Linked DNA regions of Oryctolagus cuniculus: region 2 is linked to region 1. A link is a contact called in public Hi-C data. All regions are on one chromosome and are shown on one strand. The core of a region is the stretch at or near the end of the contact, and the rest is flanking DNA. Distances in the headings are between cores, read along the strand shown. Region 1 holds the start of MERTK (MER proto-oncogene, tyrosine kinase). Region 2 overlaps MERTK (MER proto-oncogene, tyrosine kinase).

Region 1 (6,974 bases), core at 2,127-4,626:
GGAAACATCTGAGCTGAAACTCAAGGATGAGAAGGAGCCGGCCGGGAAACAGTGATTGCAAAGGCCATTTGATTGCTAGGAAGAAGGTGCAGGTGACTGCGCACAGGGAACAAGTGGGATGGACTGGAAATGAGTCAAAGAGGGAGGGGAGGGGCCTGGGAGTCTTGGAAAACTCTGGTAAGGAGTGGGAAGCCATGGGAGGTGTTTCAGAGGACAACGCAATCAGACCTGTCACAATCTGCTTCTGGCTGATGTGTGGGAAGTGGCCCGGGGCACCCATGTGCTGAAGGTCCCCGCTCAGGCCGTCCACCCGGCAGCATGGACCCAATTCATGGGCATCGAGAGTCAGCCGCTTTATTGATAGCACTGACTGGTCACTCACAGGCCCTTTGTCCAGGGTCAGCTACACACTGCTTCAGTTTGCTAAAAAAACAAACAAACAAACAAACAAAAAACAAGTGTTCCCCTCAGCTTAACTCTTTAAAATTACTCCTTAAAATAACTCTTTAAAGCTTTGTTATGGGGCCAGCACTGTGGCGTAGTGGGTAAAGCCACCACCTGCAGTGCTGGCATCCCATATGGGCGCCGGTTCGAGTCCTGGCTGCTCCACTTCTGATCCAGCTCTCTGTTATGGCCTAGGAAAGCAGTAGAAGAGGGCCCAAGTTCTTCGGCCCCTGCACCCACGTGGAAGACCCAGAAGAAGTTCCTGGCTCCTGGCTTTGGAACAGTGAAGCTCCAGCCATTGCGACCAACTGGGGAGTGAACCAGCGGATGGAAGACCTCTCTCTCTCTCTCTCTCTCTCTCTCTTTGCCTCTCCTCTCTCTCTGTAACTCTGACTTTCAAATAAATAAATAAATAAATATTTTAAAACAACTTCATTATTGGCTAAAATATGCCCTGCTGACTTCCAAAAATCATTTGAGGCCATTGTTATAAAGTCCACAAGAAAAAGGACAACCTAAAAGTTCTCCCTGGGGAAATGCTAACGCTATGTTGGAACACACATTAACTGTGTCAGTTTGGGAGAGAAATGTTAACATTAAAACATTTTAAAAGCAGGGTCTGGTTGGCTCAGTGGGTTGAGTTTAGCTGCACACACGGGTTGGTCATAAGCTACCCGCTCTTAATGCCTTCACTTACATCCAGATGTCTCTCCTCCTCCACCTCCTTTTTGCTGCTCAATGGCACCCCCATCAGAGACAGAGCAGAAAGCCTTGAAATTCCAGCAGTGGCCGTTCACTGCCTCCCAGCTTAGTGCATGTGTGCACGGTTAGGGGCGTGTTCCCCGGTTACAGCGGTGCCTGCACTGTTGTTATTTAACCATTCCTCTACAGCCTAAGCTCTACACACAGTCACATCCCGTCTGTGCCCCCTCTCTGGCCAGCCCTGCACTTAGACCCACGACATACATGATGAAAACCTTACAACTCGATGAAGTCTCTAACTTTTTAGAGTTATTTTAGACTCTAACTATTTAGGGTCATTTTTAGCCACTTTCTCCAGGACTCTCACTTCTAATTCTGCCAATGAGAATTCCATTCTTTCAGCTTTTTACAAGGCAAGAGGGAACACTCACTGGCAGACAGCTCACAGGTAAACTTCGTGATAAAAAAGCAAAAGGTAGAAGGAAAATTGGAGAAACTTTTCCTTCTTCCTGCTGAGTGGACCTGTGAGAAGGTTTTTCATGATCACAGGAATATGGCTGATTGTCATCTACAAAAGTTCTTTACTGCAGCTTAAAAAAAAAAAAAAACTAGAGAATAAAGACAGGCAACTTTTAAACATCCTTCACCGACACGATTGTTCTCATTCCTTGTCCGCTAATTTTTCAGCACATGAGTGGCAGCGAAAACTAACAGCTTTGCAGCAGATTTATAAAAACGGACCTGGCAGGAATGCCGAGGAATTTCTGAGGGTTTGGTGAGGGAGGGAGGGAGGGAGAGAACAGAGCAGCTTTAGTTCTTTGCTTGGTTTTGGCTCCTGATGTTTGTTGCAAATTGTTATGTTGCCCCCAATTATAAACTGTTTATGTAATTTATGTGACTTATTATGTAATTTAATGTGCAAAAGACCTTGTATTGTTCAGAACTTTTTCATTTGAACAAATGAGTTTACAAAGGAAAAAAAAATTCAAAGGGTAAAAAAAAATCTAAATTGCGTGAGTACCAACTGAACTTTCCAGGTATTCTTACAAAACATCTATGAATGGAATAGGTGGAAGCTACTTAACCACATTCGTGGACAAAAGAGACAAAAGCCCCATTCTGGGTGCCAACCGAAACGTGTCAGTTAAAAGCACTTGGGATGTGTTTCTTTACCATTCCTTCTTCCCATTGCTTTTCCTTTGGGGGAAAGTTTCCAGCAAGTTCCTCCCAGCTTCCCAAGAAGCGCTCCGACTTGAACTCTGCGGATCACCCACGCTCCCAACAAGCTGTGGGTGCGAAAGGTCCCCGCCTTCCCCGCCTTCGCCGCCGCCGATGGTCAGTCCGGATCTCAGACTGAAGCGCCTGTGACGACCCGCCGCGGCTCGCGGTGCACCTAGACGCTGCCCAAGCACATTAGGTTCTGCTCCGCCGCGACAGGGGCGAAAAGAATGCGCCCCTTTTCCGGGCCCCCACACTCCCAGCGTGCCTCTGCAGAGGGGGCCACCGCTGTCCTGCGCGGCCAGCCCTGGCGGACCCGCAGCTCTAGCCCCCCCCCACACACCGGAGACCCGCGTAGAGCCCCCAAAACTCCGGGCGCAACTGCGCTGCGCGGTCTCGGGCAAAGTTCTGATTCCGGACCAGACCCCGCCACCTCCTCGGCTCTCCACAGCCGAAAACTGCTGGACGTGCGGTGCGCCAGGCCGAGCTCGATTTCTCCACCGCGGAGAAGGGGAGCCCTCGGCGCCCGCCGGAACGCGCGCCCCAGATCCAGCCTGGGTGCCCTCGCGACACTCGCCGGAGGGGCCGCGGGCGGCGATTGCGTGGGCTCCCCAGCGCCTCACTCCCTCGCACCGTTGCGGGGCGGGGATGTTTGCAAACTCGCCCAGCAGCCCGGTGCGCTCCACGAGCTCCCAGCCGCGAGCCCCCGGCCCCCGGCCCCCGGCCCCGGGTCTGCGAGCTCACCTTCTCTCCAGAGCGCGCGGAGGAAGAGCCCCAGGAATAGCGGCAGCGGCGCCAGCCCCATCCTGGCGCCGCGATCTGGAAACTCCGTCCAGATCGACGGACAGACTGACGTCCCGAACCTGCCCGGTAGCCGGCCAAACGCGCCAGCCGAACAGCCCGGGTAAGCAGGCGCCGGAGTGGCCGCGCCAAGCCGCCGGCTGGAGGCGCCGGGGGGCTGGAAGGGGCGGGCCAGGGGCAGGGGCCGGGCGGACCCGAGCAGGTTGGGGCGGGGAGGGGGCGGGGAGGCGGACACGGAGGGAGGGGAAGGAAACGGCTGGAGCTGGAGTGGGGCGGGCCGGGGCGGGCCGGGGGCCGAGCCCGGGTTAAGCGAAGGTTACTGGAGGTTGAGCGCTGGGAGTGCGGGCGCCGCGGGGAGCGGGGGGGGGGGGGGGGGGCGCTGGAGAGCAGGGGAGGGGCCGACTGCCTGACGGTCCTACCGGGGGTGGGGGTGCGGAGCAGGGAGCAGGAGAGGGGAGAGAGAGTCGAGAGGAGAGGGAGCGGGAGAGAGGTAAAGGGGAGGGAGGCTTGTGGTGGAGTGAGGGGAGCAGAGACCGTGGACGGGACTGGAGGCGGCTCCCAAAATCCCTGGACTGTCCGGCGGTTTAGGGGCCGCAGCACCCCCGCAATCCCTGCTGTGAGGGCGCGCAAAACCCAGGCAGCAACGCTGCGGGCTGCGTTCTGGATGCACTGCTCTCCCGCGGAGCGCCTCCCGGGAACCGCAGAGGGTGCGCCGGCCCTGGCGTCGAGGGCCTCCTGTGGAAGGGTGAGAGGTAGCGAGGGGACCTCACGCAAGGAGCAGATGCGGAGCAGGCTCTGCTGGGGGGCCGCCAGAAGGTGGAGGGGCGCAGGGAGCAGCGGCAGAGACAGCGAATCCCAACGGAAATGTGAGCCACGTTTACCAATGGGACAACTTCCACTCCTGCTTTCTTAATGGAACTCTTGTTAGAACGGATGCATTAGACTTCGCTCCTCGGACGGCATGAGCCAGCTCCTGTCACTCCTCTCCTGCAGACTTCCCAGACACGTCAGGCTCCGGCTTTCGCTGCCAAGGGCCAGAGCCCTGTCGGTGGCCTCCAGGGTCCCACGTGACCTGGTCTCCATCTGCCCTGCTCCCTTGTCAGGCAGTCCCCTGACCTCCAGGTGGGTCTGGATGGACTAGGGTTTTATACATTACACCGAGAGCAGAAGCAAAGTCAGCGTGGTGTCAGCGCCTTGCCTCCCTAGTCCCACAGGGTGGCACCAAACCACAAGGGGCCCGATGCACAGATTCCCGGAGCAGTGAGGCCCTCTGCTGCCGAGCAGCGCACTTCAAACTACAGCCAGGCAGTTTGAGAGACTTCTCCGGAGCCTGAAGCTGTATCCTTGGGAGGAGGAAGGGGAGGGAGTGCAGGGCGAGATGGAGGAAAGGAGGGGGACAGTCCTGTGTTTGGGGGCAGCAAGCAGGTTAGGTATCTGCCTGGGATACCATATGAGCACCAGTTCCAGTCCCGCTGCTCCACTTCGGATCCAGCTCCCTGCCAATGCACCTGGGAAAGCAGAGAAGATGGCCCAAGTGCTTGGGTCCCTGCCATCTACGTGGGAGACCTGGATGCAGCTCCTGGCTCTTGACTTTGGCCTGGCCTAGCCCCAGCTGTTGTGGCCATCTGGGGAGTGAACCAGTGGATGAAAGATCCCTCTCTCTCTCTCTCTCTCTCTCTGTGTGTGTGTGTGTGTGTGTGAATCTCTCTCTGTATAACTCTTCCAAATAAAAAATATCAAAAATAAAAAGTGCGGTGCTTCGTGATAGGGGAGGGAGAGACTTGTGGCAATCTACCCTACAGCAGGGATATGGGACTGCCTCCCAGTGGCTCCTCACCAGGTTCCCATAGCCCTGCTCCAGGAGGAATCACAAGGCAACAGCTAAGATTCGGGTCAGACGATGGTCAGGCCTTGCCTGCACAGCCTGTGTAGATGAGGAAGCTTGCTGGGCATTTCAGCAGAGCCAATCAATGCTTTCCTTGCTTTGTGCACACACACCTCAAGCACCCTTTCACATTGGGCCTTACATTGACTGCTCCTTCTGCATGAATGCTCTTTCCCCAGACACACACCTTCCTGATTAGTTTTCCTTCTTCAAGTCTCTGCTCAAATCGTGCTGGCTCAAAGGCCTGCCTTATGCAATACGCTTTTAGTTACCTGTTGCTGTGTGGGAGCAAAACACCAGCCATTCTGTTAGATTCATGGATGCTGTGATCAGAGATATGGGTGGAGCACAGGGTAGATCAGTTGTCTCTGTGTTTTTAGGCTCAAGTAGTTGTGGCCTAGAATTATAGAAAACAAGGGCCAACAAACTACAAGCTATGAGCCTACTACCTGGCTTTGCATGGAAGTGTTAGCGGAACACAGCCGTTCAGGTTTGTATTGTCTACGACTACTTTGTGCTGTACAGTAGGACTGAGAAGTTGTGACACAGACACCTTGGCCAACTTCTGATCTGAAGGCTCAAGCACTCACATAGGTGCCGCCCACAAGGAGGGGACGTGGAGACTGGGGCTGCAGACCAGAACGTCTCAACAAGACTTCTCCATGGCAGCCTTGGCTTCACGGAAGTCACACATGGCAGCTCAGGGCTCCAGGAGTTAGCATTCCAGTGAGCAAGATGACATGGCATAGCTCCACCTCACCCTTCTCCCTCTCTCCCTCTCTTAAAGATTTCCTTTATTTGAAAGGCTGAATGACAGAGGAGAGAGAGAGACAGAGGAAGCCACTGGTTCACTCCCCAAATGGCTGCACTGATATGGGATGCCAGGGTTGAAGGCAGTGGCTTAACCAGATGTGTCACAATGCCAGCCCCTAACCCTACTCTCTTGATGGAAGCCATCATGACCCTACCCACAGGAAGGAGAACCCTATACCCCATCTTTTGATGATAGACGTGTAAAGAATTTGTAGCCATGTTTTAAAACTTCTACTAGTGCCAAAACCTAGCTAAAATGTGGGATATCAGGTCTACACTATGCATTTTGTGCAAGCCCTGTACCCAGAGGACATTGCAATTGTTCTAATTATTCAGATGGCCAAAACATGAGACTAAAAACACCAGACCCTATATTACACTATGATTCCTGTGCCTCCAGGACCTCTGCCCAAAGACGACATTTGTACAACTTCAACAGGCCAACACTCACCTGGAACCCACACTGTAGGGCCCTCCCTGCTTCCTGGATCAGCTTAGACTTTGTGTGCTACAAGTTAAAGCCTGTCTCAGTCTGTTTCCTGTTGCTTTCACTGAATACCACAGATTAATTTATAAGGAATAAAAGAAGCGTGCGGCTCATGAGTCTAAAGGCCTGGAGGTCAAGGTCAGGCAGCTCCACTGTGGAAAGTCCTTGCTGCTGGGGATTCTGTGTAGACTCAAAGCAGCGCAGGGCACCATCTCTCTTGCTTTTTGTACAAAGCCACTGTCCCGTTGCATCTGGGCACCACCTCTATGGCCTCATTTGACCTCAGTTATCTCCCAGTGTTCCCAGCTTTAAATTCCATCGTCTGGTTAGCTCTCCTCCCTCTTAATACCTCACAATGGGGCTGAAATCCCAACACAAGTTTTGGTGAGGACATTTGACTCATAGCAGAACCTCTACATTCAGACATGGGGTTGGCCTAGGACACTCTGTGAGTGACTGTGTGATAAGAAATGCCCTCATCCTAGTTTCAGTGCCAGAGAGCCATTCGTTCATTTACCATTGTGCAGAGATGGACTAAGCATCTGCTCCACTCCAGGTATAGAGCAATACTGAGGGAGCCTCTATCTCACGGACCCTAGCGCCAGTCAAGGTCTGGGCCACTCT
Region 2 (6,974 bases), core at 2,220-4,719, 120 kb before region 1:
CCATTGGTTCACCCTCCAATGGCCGCCACAGCTGGCGCGCTGCAGCCGGCGCACTGCGCTGATCCGAAGGCAGGAGCCAGGTGCTTCTCCTGGTCTCCCATGGGGTGCAGGGCCCAAGCACTTGGGCTATCCTCCATTGCCTTCCCAGGCCACAGCAGAGAGCTGGCCTGGAAGAGGGGCAACCGGGACAGAATCCGGCGTCCCGACCGGGACTAGAACCCACTGTGCCAGTGCCGCTAGGTGGAGGATTAACCTATTGAGCCACAGCGCCGGCCCAGAGACACTTTCTATTGACTAATATTTTCCTGCATGTCTCATATATTTTTTAAAAAATATTTATTTATTTATTTGAGAGGCAGAGTTACAGAGAGGCAGAGAGAGAGAGAGAGAGAGAGAGAGAGGTCTTCCATCCGATGGTTCACTCCCCAGATGGCTGCATCGGTCAGAGCTGAGCTGATCTGAAGCCAGGATCCAGGAGCCTCTTCTGGGTTTCCCATGTAGGTGCAGGGACCCAAGGACCTAAGCCATCTTCTACTGCTTTCCCAGGCCATAGCAAAGAGCTGGATTGGAAGTGGAGCAGCCAGGACTAAAACTGGCACCTATATGGGATGCTGGCACTGCAGATCGGGGCTTTAACCTGCTATGCCACAGCGCCGGCCCCTCATATATTTTCAATTAGTTAGTTTATTTAATCAAGCGTAGAAATACAGAGACAGCTCTCCCATCTACTGTTTCACTCCCTAGATATCTGCAACAGTGGTTCCAGAGCCAGGAGCCAAGAATCTAGGTCTCCCCTGTGGGTAGCAGGAATCCAATTACTTGAGCCCTCCCAGGATCTGCATTAAGTTGGATTCAGGAACTAGAGCTGGGTGTCACACCCAGCCACCCGGAGATGGAACATGAGCTTCCGAACCACTAAGCCAAATGCCTGTGCCTCAAGTATTTTGGTCAAAACTGAGATCATATCTTATCTACTCCGATGTGCTCCTTTCCCGGAGCGAGTGGGTATGCTTGTTTGTTTAGTGACTTGCTTTAATGAATTCTGAAGCTTGTGTTTCTGCTGTAGTGTTTGATCACTGATATCCCTGCTCAGTTGCTTTTTCAGAATTATACTTGGCACCCCTAGGTCAACACAGCATTTTACTAAGCCCGTGGTTGGTCAAATGTTGTGTTTAAGTCTCTTTAGCCAGGAAGACTTCCACGTATTGCTGAAGTGTCTATCGGCAACTTATAGAATATATTCCAAGTTCAGGGAGCTTACAAGTTGGTCTTTTATTCATGAAGCTTGCTGTGCAGCCAGGGGTGAGTAGGTTACTGAATCTGAGTGGGTTAATCATTGTCATCAAAATACAGAGTGTCAGGCTCTATAAAAAGGGATATATATCCTGAATATATAAAATATCTTACAATTCAACAATAAAAGAATAACCCAATTTAAAAGTGGGCAAAGGATTGGAATATGTTGCTACTAAGAAGGTGTGTCACCATGCTCTTTAGGAGGAGAAAGAATAACTACAGCTGGCACCGCGGCTCACTAGGCTAATCCTCCGCCTTGCGGCACCAGCACACCGGGTTCTAGTCCCGGTCGGGGCGCCGGATTCTGTCCCGGTTGCCCCTCTTCCAGGCCAGCTCTCTGCTGTGGCCAGGGAGTGCAGTGGAGGATGGCCCAAGTACTTGGGCCCTGCACCCCCCGTAGAAGTACCTGGCTCCTGCCTTCGGATCAGCACGGTGCGCCAGCCGCAGTGCGCTAGCTGCGGCGGCCATTGGAGGGTGAACCAACGGCAAAGGAAGACCTTTCTCTCTGTCTCTCTCTCTCACTGTCCACTCTGCCTGTCAAAAGAAAAAAAAAGAATAACTACAGAGAATTCTCAAGTTTTGCTTTAAAAGATCTATATACCAAATCCCATTGTAATAAAAGATACTGTCATGAAAATATTCTAATGTAGCAGCCTGTGGTTACAGTTTCTAGAAATAATCATCACATTCAGCTACCAATGAGTTAAGTAATTAAACATGGTCTTCCAAGTCCAGTAGGATGGTCGTTTTGCTGTTGTTCTTGTCTGGAACTTTAAAAGAGAGAAAATGAAATCTCAACATAGGAACACGGTGCCTTACTGAAATGTGCCCTAAAGAAAACAGAGCTTCCCGTTTTCCCACTCGTCAAGCAAAGTGAGTAGGTGTCTTTAGAGAAGTTAAGTTGCTGCTGTAGCTGGTTTGTTTGGGGGGTCAGTTATTTTCCCACAGACTCAGCAGAAGTTCCAACTGGCTGTTGTCATTGACCAGAAGTTAAAAAGGACTTGACTTTTATGAATCAGGACCAGCCTGACCTGGGAGATACCAGACTGTGGTTTGGCCCATTTCCCGAGTGGGGACCTCTGCTCGGTCTGGCGGACTTGGAGGCCAGACAAGGAGAGAGAGAATCTCCTTGTTCTGGGATGGCTCGGAGACCCTCCTCACGTCCCTGTATCCTGTTGGCAAAGCCCAACTGGGGTGGTGGGGGAGGCACTGGGGCCAGCATCAGGAATTCAAGCCCAGGATGAGACGGCCAGGAGCTGCCTGTGGTGACGGCTGAGGACCGCCCTCCCTCACACTGAACTCCCCCACTGTGCGCAGCACCGGCCGAAGCAGAACTCCCCCTGTCTTTTTAGATTTTATGGCTGAATTAATTTGTGTTGTTTTTGGAGGGAGTTGATGACACAATCAGCACTGGGAGTGAGGAGCTGGAGCTGCGAAGGCCCTTCAATGTGGATCGTGGGAATCTCAACTATGAGCTGAAGGCCTAACCCGAAAGTATTTCTAATATGACAAACGTGGGTAGGTTTGCACTACACGAGAGGTCTTCCATCTGCTGGTTTACTCCCAGCGACAGCTGGGCCTGGGGCTGGGGCTGGGGCCAGGTTGAGGCCAGGAGCCCAGGACTCCATCCGGATCTGCAACATGGGTGGCAGGGGCCACAAACACTTGGGCCAGCTTCCGCTGCCTTCCCAGGTGCATTAGCAGGGAGCTGGAACAGCCGGGATGCTGGTGTCACAGGTGGTGGCTTAACCCGCTGCACCAGAACGCTGGCCCCTGGTCCTATTCTTTACCCAAGGTGCTTGTTTGTTGCAGGAGAGAGCACTGATCTGTTCACTGTACACTTGAGGAAAGGGGGGGGGGCTCAAGGAAAGTCAGTTGACCTGCAGAGATTGCCTAAGGAGATAGGGCAGGACTGGCTCCAGCCGGGTCCCTGCCCTGGGCCCTGCGGCCAGCACAGGTGGCAGAGCTCTCCAGGGTTTCCAAACCCTGCTCCTTGCTTCTTCCTTCTGTTCAGAAAGCAATGCAAGAAATAGGAGACAGAAGGAGAGGAGAGGGAGGGAAGAAAAAGAGAGAGAGAGAGAGCGAGCCAGGCAGTTAGTCTCACTCATCCTGTGGGTCACGAGTGCTTCTGCTACTTGTTTATTTCCTTGTCCTCCTGACCTCCCAGCACCAGTCCCAGCCTGGCTCAAGACAATGACTCGACTTGTTTCTTCCTGTTTTCTCTCCTCCTCCACTCTTTGCTCCTTAGAGCCACTTACAAAAGTAACTCGAGTTTACAGGAAACAGAATCTGAAGAGCTATTTTCAGTGGACGGCTCAGAAGTCAGTACCAGAGTCTGCCAATGGCTGGATCATCTGTGCTAGCTCTTTCCAAGCTGTCAAACATTCAGACGTGGCCGAGAAGAATGCTGGAGTTCCAAAGTCCTCAGCGAGATTTGCAGGTGCTGAGCAAGGTCGTCAGCTCTACCGCCTCCAACTGCACTTGTTGTAACCAACGCCTGGCACGTGGCCGTGTGCCAGAGGAAGGGACGCGTTCTGCTGGGTTTGTTGATGTCTCAGCTCTTACACCTGCTATGGCACAGCAGGCCCAGGCTCTCAGCCCTCCTCAGGTTGCATAGAAGATAGTGAGCAAACCGGACTTCCCAGTCCCACATATGGGGGAAAGGGGCAGGAGGCTCACATCACCCCGGGACAAGACGGATGGGAGAGGAGGGAAGCTGCCCACTCCTGCACCCAGCAGCTGTTTGAGATACCTGGGGTCCAGTCCCACTGCTTCCGATCCCAGTGCTTCTGATCTTGTTATTGCACAAGCACTTGGGTCGTTGCTACCCATGTGGGAGACCCAGATTCAGTTCCAGACCCCTGGCTCCAGTGCTTGGGCCCCTGCCACCCTTGTGGGAGACCAGGATGGAGCTCCCCCAGGCTCCTGGCTTTGGCCTGGCCCACATGCAGACATTTGCAGAATGAATCAACAGATAGAAGACCTCCATCTGCCTCACCTTCTGTCACATAACACTTAAAGGAAAACAAAGAATCTGCCCAGCCTGCGGTGTGACAGCCCTCACCTGTGTCCAGTCCAGGGAGCCTCAACATTTGGCCTTGGCACACACTGGAGTCATCCTATAAAGCCTGGGCTCTCCCTTGCCAGCCCCATGCAGTTGGAGTCTTGGGTACAGCCTGGGTATAAAGGATAAAAACACTCCCAGTGGGGGTGGGCATTTGCTGCAGCATTCAGAGGCTGCTTGTGACTCCCAGGCCCCTATCAGAGTGCCTGGATTCCAGTCCCAGCTCCGCCTTGGACCCAGCTCGCTGCTAATGCACAGCCTGGGAGGCGGCAGGTGATGGCTCAAGTATTTGGGTCCCTGCCACCCACATGGGAGACCTGGATTGAATTGCGGACCCCGGGTTTCAGTCTGACCCAGCTCTGGCTGCGGTGAACCCACAGCTGGAAGATCTCTGTCTCTCTGTCTTTCAAATAAATGAACATAAATAAACAAAAAGTTTAAAAAAAATACTAATGAGTCCTTCAAATTCTTGGTAGTCACCATCAACAAGACACTTGGTTTGCACAGGTAGGTAATAAAAATTTTTTATTGATTTTTTTTTTAAATGACCACTCAAAAGTTTTTAACAGTATAAATTATCTTTATCAGATGTAACTTTTTTTTCCCTTTCACCAATAAATGTAATGCTTGCATTTCTTGTAACAATACAGGCTCTTTTCAAACCCTCAGAACGTTTTCACAGTAAGAGCAGCTGGTTCACGCTGGAGATCGGGGTGCCCAGGCTGGCAGCCAGGCCAGGACCGGGCTGTGCGGGCCGCACCCTTGCAGCCTGTGACGACATCGATCCTTGAAGGCTTTCAGAGGCTGCTCCCAAGTGGGAAGCAAACAGGCCTGAAGATGCTGTGGCTGAGATCCGGCGCTCTGCATTCCGGCGCCACCTCTCCTGGCTGTGGACCACGGGCAGGTTACTGCGGCTCCACGAGCCACACGTCACAGCAGCACTGGTACCCGTAGCAGAACGGGGTCCAGAACAAACCAGACAGTGCACAGAGAGTTCCCGAGACCCAACAAGGCCCCGGGCAACAGTGGGATGTGAGCTTGGTGCCCTGCCCCACTGCCACCTGTCAGACCCTTCTACTCTGTAGCTTGCAGCTCGGATGGCATTAAGGATCCCTGTGTACCAGTCCATGGACTCCCAGAACGGGTTTCCCCTGTCTCCCAACAGCAAAGCCAGGAGTGGCACTGGGACCCACACACTGAAAGGAGTCCTTTGCAAAGGCCCTGGGGCCACCGGTGACAGCTATGCATGCCGTGTGCAGTAATTTCAGCACATCCTCCCCCCGTCCATGTTTTATTAGGAAGTCGTCTCAAAAAACTAATCAGAAAACTTCGAATAGTAAATGCATCATTCTTATCCAATACACGATTCATGTCAAAATACCACATTTCTCACAAAACCAGAAGTGATATCAGAGATGGCATTTCATTTTACCAGTATATACATATTTTTTTTACATACAATAGCTGAAAAAAAGATGAAAAAAAAAAAAGAGATGAACTTTAAAAAATAAAACTCTGCAAAAAAAAAAAAAAAAGAACTTTGCACAAACGTTGAGTATCAGGGACCAGCTGAAGCTTAAATGGTAAGATCCGCAAGAGTTGTCATCTTTTATTAAAATATGCTGATCTCTTTCCACCATATACAGACATATACACTTCTCCTTAAATAAATATATATTATGCATTTCTGACGAAGACGGACGTGAAGACGGACACTCAGCTGGTGTTCTGGGGCCATGGCGTTTTACTTGGAAAGAAGACACCGGGCAGGACAGCGAACCTGGCTGTAACCACGCCACTGCTGCTCATATCGGGATGTCCGAGTCTCCGGAGGAGTCATCGGCAAACTCAAGTTCCTCAGGCGGTGGGCTCCCCGCGGGCAGCGTGCTGCGCAGTGACCAGGAGGCCCCGTTCCGGGCGGGTCTGTCTTCCCTCGAAGCGCCCGGGGCCTCCCAGTCCTCGCCGCCCCCGTCCAGGACATACCGGCCCTCCGGAGCCCTGTGCTCGTGGACTTGGGCGGTGACCACGCTGATGGCGGCGCTGGGGTTGCAGGCGGCAATGATGGAGTCCGGGTCGAGGTTCAGGTCCAGCGAGCCGAGGGCGGGCCCCTCGGCCAGGCCCTCGCAGCTCTCCAGCAGAGGGGTGTTGATGTAAAAGACGTCTGCCTTGTCCTGAACCTCGGGCAGGCTTTCCAGGAGCTTCTCCAGCTGCAGCCTCAGCACGGAAAACGAGGGCCGGTCCAAGGGGTCGGCGGCCCAGCAGGAGTACATTATTTCATACCTAAAAGAAAAAGAAAAAGTTACGTCCTAGCACTGCACCCGGGTCCCCCTGTGCCATCCTCCCTAATCTTTCCTCTTATCCCAGCCCAGCCAGCATCCGTGTTATTTTTATGGAAATTGGGGAGGTCTCAAGTGATGGCCTAATAGTCACTGAACTGCTGTATATGTTCCACGGACACTGGACAACAAAACGGCTCTGTTGCCAGGAACAGAGGAGGTATATGGCAAATACATCTACCTCTGGAAATCAGGTTTACTCAAGGTCAGCTTCTTTATTCAGGGGCTGCAAATGTAACCCATAGTCAAATCCAGCTTGCCATCTGCTTTGTAAATAA

The links. A called contact is a pair of places that touch in the nucleus more often than the background predicts.
Region 2: a Hi-C map of an unstated tissue shows a contact between it and region 1, with 4 times the contacts expected there. The contact joins the enhancer-like site here to the promoter of MERTK in region 1. A contact is called at or near these places in 3 of 6 Hi-C or Micro-C datasets (ear pinna, psoas muscle and an unstated tissue).

Annotation. Positions count from the first base shown.
Region 1 is chr2:113,129,785-113,136,758 of mOryCun1.1, reverse strand. It overlaps MERTK (MER proto-oncogene, tyrosine kinase), which reads right to left and starts at 3,376. Exons shown (of 19, transcript XM_008254044.3): 1 at 3,109-3,376. The coding sequence starts at 3,169.
Region 2 is chr2:113,249,241-113,256,214 of mOryCun1.1, reverse strand. MERTK (MER proto-oncogene, tyrosine kinase) reads right to left here. Exons shown (of 19, transcript XM_008254044.3): 19 at 4,869-6,640. The coding sequence ends at 6,166. Among named protein-coding and RNA genes, the nearest start is that of TMEM87B, 22 kb to the left of the region's middle. Within about 2 kb of position 3,469, at least 1 of the 8 cell types and tissues checked has an H3K27ac peak or open chromatin away from gene starts, as enhancers often do.